Regions from separate parts of the Sus scrofa genome. Here region 2 is linked to region 1. The links are chromatin contacts, called in public Hi-C maps. All regions are on one chromosome and are shown on one strand. Each heading gives the region's core, a stretch centred on a gene start, on an enhancer-like site or on the middle of the called end of the contact. The rest is flanking DNA. Distances are from core to core; before and after follow the strand shown. Region 1 holds the start of TJP2 (tight junction protein 2). Region 2 overlaps TJP2 (tight junction protein 2).

What was found. A called contact is a pair of places that touch in the nucleus more often than the background predicts.
Region 2: a Hi-C map of liver shows a contact between it and region 1, with 2.9 times the contacts expected there. The contact joins the enhancer-like site here to the promoter of TJP2 in region 1. A contact is called at or near these places in 2 of 5 promoter capture datasets (fetal liver and liver), 15 of 47 Hi-C or Micro-C datasets (alveolar macrophages, embryonic fibroblasts, fetal liver and 6 more) and 2 of 2 datasets of contacts at active chromatin or transcription factors (alveolar macrophages and skeletal muscle).

The regions. Positions count from the first base shown.
Region 1 is chr1:222,473,267-222,476,912 of Sscrofa11.1, reverse strand. It overlaps TJP2 (tight junction protein 2), which reads right to left and starts at 2,263. Exons shown (of 23, transcript NM_001206404.1): 1 at 1,832-2,263.
Region 2 is chr1:222,540,119-222,543,430 of Sscrofa11.1, reverse strand. The region is part of intron 2 of TJP2 (tight junction protein 2); the gene reads right to left. Among named protein-coding and RNA genes, the nearest start is that of TJP2, 67 kb to the right of the region's middle. Within about 2 kb of position 1,795, at least 13 of the 83 cell types and tissues checked have an H3K27ac peak or open chromatin away from gene starts, as enhancers often do. A contact at or near this core is called in fetal liver and liver, where this site is marked.

The DNA.
Region 1 (3,646 bases), core at 1,014-3,513:
TTGCAAAAGGAAGATTCAAACGTGGGACTGGATGGAAATGTAGGGAAACATACTGTCAATCACTTCTTTTTTTTTTTTAATGATTTTCCCACTATAGCTGGTTTACAGTGTTCTGTCAATTTTCTACTGCACAGCAAAGTGACCCAGTTACACACACACACACACATTCTTTTTCTCACATTATCCTCCATCCTGCTCCATCATAAGATATAACCAGATAAAGTTCCCAGTGCTATGCAGCAAGATCTCATTGCTTATCCATTCCAAAGGCAATAGTTTGCATCTATTAAACCCAGATTGCCAGTCCATCCCACTCCCCCCAACCCCCGCAACCATAAGTCTGTTTTCCAAGTCGTGAGTTTCTTTTCTGTGGAAAGGTTCATTTGTGTCAATCACCTCTTTCAACAGAACAACAAAACTTCACCCCAACCTGCCTTAGGCCCATGTTTCCCAAACGTTAATATGCAAAGGATCCCCTGGCGATCTTGATTCAGCAGATCTGGGCGGGCCCTGAGGTCCTGAATTTTTAACAGGCCCCCAGGTGATGCCGCTGTTGCTGTTCCTTGGACCTCACTCAAAGCCACAAGGCCCCAGAGCGCTTAAAAGGAAAGACTGTCGCCCTCTGAACCTAACCCTCTAAAACCACGGTCCCCTAGCCCGGAAACACAAAGGGTTGATCATATCTTTCAGGCGCAATGGCTAAGCACTTAACTTAGCTACCAACCACCTTTTGTAAAAAATGCGTTGAGAAACTTGGATAGAAGGCCTGACAGAATGGGACCTCCCGAGAGTTTCCACCCACCTTCCGGACTAAGAAGCGGCCACAGCCGATAAGGATAGCTGACGGAGCGGCAGTTTCGCAGAAAGCCCTGAAGCGGACTTCAAAACAGTCTTGAAAATACCCTTCTCAAGTTTGAAGAATGCCTGGAATTCAGTGGCCTTTATCCAAATAAAGATGTCCAACTCAGTTTTAACCGAGTTCCCTATAGAAGAACTTTGCAATGCAGTTCTTGAAGACTGACAACGCCCAGCACGTAGACAAGCCCGGCCCCTCCCTTACAAATGTGTCAGAAAGTGAAGGGAGAGAAAAAAAAAAAAAAAAATTCTCCAAAACTCTGCTGCTCTGGGCGCGCGGATTCCGCTCCCGGCCTGAGCTGGCCGCACCTCCCCGGCCTCACAGTCATACCGCTCAGGTGTGCGGAGTTTTCAGGCTCCGCAGCTGTCTCCACCCGCAGCCCAGGCAGCCATCACCTGCTCTCAGCTAACCAGCAGCCCCCACCCTGCCCCCTTCGCACGCATAAATCCAAGACCCCAGCTCCCGCTTCCTTCAGATACTGCAAACGCTGACTGCACCAACAGAAACTCAGAGGCCCTTTTAATCTGGTTAAAGAGAAGCTCAACAGAAAGTGAAACAGTTCCCACCCCTTCGGGGACAAGGCGCCAGGCCAGGTAGGAAAAAGAAGGTGGCTCCCAGGCACCTGTTGCTGCCCCAGTTGCGCGCTCCAACCCACTTCTAGACGATTCCCCCAAGAGAAACCCTGTGACGCGCTGTCATCCCCCCGCCGGGGGAGGGGGAGAGGGGGAGGGGGAGGCAAAGGTCAGTTAAGAATCACCAGAAAGGAAAAAAATCAATTCCCAATAAAGTACACCTCAACTCCACAGGGACATGAGGTGATACCGACTCAATTCACTCGCACTGCCCCCTACCTCCGCCCCCACGACGGAGCCAGGGCGCAAGCGCTCCTCCACACCCTGCAAAACCCTCCCTCTCCAAAGTCAGGACCTGGGGAAGGTATCCGCGAGCCGTGAGCCTAGGCAGAAGGGTACTTGCCTGGAAGCGGGTAGTGGCTGCAGTTGGCGGAGTCCGGCGCTGGGCGAGGGTGGCTCTGCCAGGCGCTTGGGCGCCTCCGACGCGGCGCCGGCTGCTGGGCCGGTGTCCCCTGCGCTTTCCTCGCGCGTTGCCGGAGGCGCCTCGCCCGGCCAGAGTGCTGGAGGCGGCCCCGGGAATGGGCGGGCGCGAGTGGCCTCGGCTGCTGCTCCTGTGTATTATTGTGACTCAAACTATTTCCTGTTTGGAGATTTGGGAGAAAGGAAAAAAAATTCAGAGTGGGGGGATCGGGGCGGCACCGATCCAGAGAGCGGCGGTCCGGAGGGGACGAGGGTGGGCAGCGTCTTGTTACCTGCTTCCTTCAAGCCCCGGAGAGTGCCAAGAGCGCGAGCCAGGGGAGAGAAACTCCGTTTGTTGTAGCGCTACTTTGTGGGATCGGGAAGGACGGAAAGGGGCTCACACTCGCCACCCAGCGGTGGGGCAGGGACTGCGGCCACAGGGACAGTCTGGTTACTCCAGCCCGGACGCCCACTCCCTGGCCTCTTCCTTTCTCTGCAAAACTGCCACTGGGCTTTCTTTCCGCCGAAGGGCAATTGGAATTCGCTGTGCTCCTTTCTTTATTCGTAACCAGGTCGAATTTTCGATCCTCTCCAGGGAGGTGGGCAAGGAAGGGGTCAGCCTAGCAACCCTTTCAAAGACCACAGGAGGTTGGGGACCATTGTGGGTGGGTGTTTGATTGGTGGTGTTGGAGGTCTTTGTTTTTGTTGTGGGGGATGGAAAAGCAGGTTAATTATTTTGGTGGAAAGTTGACTTTTATGATCAGCTTCCGTTCCCCTCCTCCACCGACCTCACCCTTAGCCAGAATCACAGGGTCTGAGGCCCCAATCCGGAAATACCGGTTCCTCCCGCTGGGACAATAGGTGAGGGCGGGAGTGTTAACCCGAGAGCCAGTTTAGTCACCACGGAATCCCTGCTCAGCTGGGAAGGCAGAATCATCTTAGTGCCTAGGCCTGCAACTGACAAGCAGGTGCTCCTTCCTATTTAGCCTTATTAAAAAGCCTGGGAGTTCCCTTTTGGCGCAGCAGGTTAAGGACCCCTCGCGTTGTCACTGCAGCGGCCTGGGATCTCTGCTGTGGCGCAGGTTCCATTACTGGCACATGCCCTGGGCGTGGCTCCCTCCACCAAAAAAAAAAAAAGAAAAGAAAAGAAAAGAAAGAAAGAAATCCTGGAAGGTTGTGGAGACATTGTTTAATGGATGCAGAGTTTCCGTTTAGAATGTGGAGATGGATAGTGGTGTTGGTGGCACAACAATGTGAATGTACTAAATGCCACTGAATTGTGTGCTTAGAAATGTTTAAAATGGTCAATTTTATGTTATGTGGATTTTACCACCAAAAATATACATTAATTTCCTGGGAAGGTCATGCCCTCATTCATTCAAGACAGCTTTGCTTATGACTGCCAAGTCCTCCTCCCCTCCTCCCTACACAAACTTTTGCCAGAAGTAATGGTATGAATTAAAACTCAAGTTCATTTGGTTTAGATTTCTGGGAATACCTATCAACAAGTTATTCCAAGAAGTGAGTAGACTGAACCTAGAAGACAGTACAGTTTTTAAAAAGATGAACTGTAGATTGTCAGAAACATAGTGCTGACGAGATGAATAAAGGTGTATATAGTGCCTTATTATTTATCTAAGAAAGCAAGAACACATACATTTGCTTATGGATTTTTTAAGTGGAAAGATAAATTATTAAATCAAATAGTTACCTTTTTGGGAGAGATGAAACAAGTATAAGGAAAGAATAAGGATAGAAG
Region 2 (3,312 bases), core at 546-3,045, 67 kb before region 1:
CATGACAGTGATTTATCATAACTTTAAAGTTTTCCCCAATAGGAAAGAATGAACTGTTTGCAAAATAGCCAACAACTGGGAAATACAACCAACAGTATTTGTTCCCAAGCTGGAAACCCAGGGCATAAATAAGAATATCCAAAACCTAGAAAGCAACGTTTTATCATAGAGGGACATCTCACTTTTAGGGCCTTTCTACACCCCCAAAATAAAATGTGTTTTGATGTACACTTTCTCCGTTTTCTTGTACTTAAGTTACTGCTTAACCGGGAGGACGTCTACATTCATAACTTCTCAATTGGCCCCTGTTAGCAGTCACCTTCCTAGACCGAAACCAGAAGCAAATCACCCCTTCAGTCCTCAGACTCACCCTCTTCTCCATCCAGCTTTCCCACAGCCAAGAGGGACCCCAGACAAGAGCGTCCTTATAAAGCCAGAATTTTTCACAACCCAGCATCTGACATACCTATTCCCAGATGGAAGAAGAATAGGCCAGAAACCCAGCACCCTGTTTTTGGAAGTTCTAAACCAGGGCGGAGCAAACACTTTCTTAAGGGGCCACATAGTACACATTTTTGGCTCTGCAGGTAAGAGGATATTACCTCTTATACAACCATTTCAAATGTAACCATTTAGGGAATTCCTGTCGTGGCGCCGTGGTTAACGAATCTGACTAGGAACCATGAGGTTGTGGGTTCGATCCCTGGCCTCAATCAGTGGGTTAATCAGCATTGCCATGAGCTGTGGTGTAGGTCACAGAGCCGGCTTGGATCTCACATTTCTGTGGCTCTGGTGTAGGCCGGTGGCTTACAGCTCCGATTGGACCCCTAGCCTGGGAACTTCCATATGCCGCAGGAAGGCCCTAGAAAAGGCAAAAAGACAAAAATAAATAAAATAATCAATCGCTGGCCTCGCTCAGCGGGTTAAGGATGCAGTGTTGCTGTGAGCTGTGGTGTCCCAGACTGAGCTTGGATCTGATCTTGCTGTGGCTGTGGTGTAGGCCAGCAGCTACAGCTCTGATTTGACCCCCATCATGGAAACCTCCATATGCCAAGGGCGCAGCCCTAAAAAGACAAAAAATAAAATAAAAATTAAAAAAATGAAACATAACCATTTAATCCAGCGTGTCACTACAGCAGCTGGGGTTGCTGCTGTGGTGTGGGTTCCATCCCTGGCCGGGAGAACGTTCACGTGCTATGTGCCACAAGAGGGCCTCCCTCCACCACCACCAAAAAAAATGCAACCGTTTAAAAAGGTAGGAACAATTCTTGGAGAGCAGGCAGGAAAAAATACACCACCACCACCCAACCAACAAGGCAGCTGGCTGTAGTTTGCTAACCCCTAGTCCACATTTCTGCAAAATTTAGTTAATTGACTGCTAACAGATGTGCAGGTATCTGTCCACCAAGACACAAAGTTTACCCAGCAAGGTGCTCACAACTAGCACCGAGGGAGGTTCACACACTTGATTCCTGCTTTCCTCCACCTTGATTTTTTCACTTCTATCTTCAATAAGCCTTCGGACTGTTCTCGGCATCCAGACACTATTTGGGGATAACCTTGTTTCATTTGCTTGTTTCTGTCTTTACTTAATGAGGGCTAAGTCATTAGTGGGTGCATAATCCAAAAGTCAGGTCAATTCAGAGTGAACTACACTTGGTTTCTGGTAGCAATGGAATGTCTCTGGTTATATTTTACCTTGGGAAAAAAAAAACAAACCTGAACTTGTTCTCTGTTTCCAATCATATACTGCAGGGGAAGCTGGCCTGAGATCAAAATCCTGCTTCAGATAATCCTGCAAGTGGATAATTAACTACAGGTGGTAGCATTATCAACCTGCATGTTGGGCAAGACACTGTGTGAAAAAATGTGTTACACACAAAGAAGTAAAAGCCTTGGCTCCTGATCTCAAGCTGGGTTGCTGTCTGTGCACTCTCACAAAAAGACAGTGACGATTTGGCACCCACAGCCCCAAGGCAAATGCCACTTGAGGAGAAATTTTTATTTTATTTTATTTTATTTTTTTTTTGTCTTTTGTCTTTTTTGTTGTTGTTGTTATTGTTGCTATTTCTCGGGCCGCTCCCGCGGCATATGAAGGTTCCCAGGCTAGGGGCTGAATTGGAGCTGCAGCCACCAGCCTACGCCAGAGCCACGGCAACGCGGGATCCGAGCCGCGTCTGCAACCTTCACCACAGCTCACGGCAACGCTGGATCGTTAACCCACTGAGCAAGGGCAGGGATCGAACCCGCAACCTCATGGTTCCTAGTCGGATTCGTTAACCACTGCGCCACGACGGGAACTCCCTCTTGAGGAGAAATTTTTAAAAGAGAGGGTGAAAACACTAGAAGTTTCCACTGCCTACCATGAAGTCTGTCTGACTCAGAATCCGGTCAGAAATATATATCCAGCCTTTGTCATGGCTGAGCTTAGAACCAAAAATCAACACTTCAAATAGTGTCAGCCTTAGTAGGCTATCTATGAAAGTTCATCAAACTCATCAATTCTGGGTCTTGGGGGGAAGAAAGCCATGTAGTGAAGCAGTGAAGAAAAGACAAAAGCACTCTTAATTCCAGGGGGGACAGGAAAGAAACAGTTTGCACTTAGAAGCTTCCAACTCTTTTTACCCCATGGGCTTGGCTGCTCTGGTTTTCAATATCCTCCTACCCTAAAGCATCCAAAGGTGAACCCCCAGGACTCCATAACATCTGCTCCATCACCAAAATTCCCTCTCTATCTGTACCATCAACAGGAATTCAACAATATATTCCATCTCAGCTAGATAGCACAAAGAGCTGACCTACTTCACACTAAAGTGTGAATGTCTGGTAACCTCTTAGAGGTATTTGATGTTTTTCAAAGGATAGACTCTTACCCTGAGAAAACTTGTGATGGGATTCTCATCCTTAACAGGGATGTTCCCCAAAAAAGCAGCACATCTAAGACGAATGTTCTTCTGAATCCCACAACCATATACTTGGTAGCCACAACAAGTTTTTCTTAACATGAGCAACAACTGTTTTCTGTGGGAAACAGCCTCTAGTTAGTCAATTCTAACTAGAGGCTGTAGACTTGAAGAGACTCTGTTTCACCTGGCAAGACAGTCTTAACATTTCTGTAACAACTGTGATTTAAGTTAGTTGTCTATGTAATCTACTTACCCGTAAGGCTGTGTCTCACTCATCTTAGTCTTTGGGGGTGTCCTACAGTAATGGACACACATGGGTCACTTAAGAATGAAAACACCTCTTAAAAACATTGATATGTTAATCGCAACTCACAATTCCCTAGAGGAAAATTTCCATATATTACTA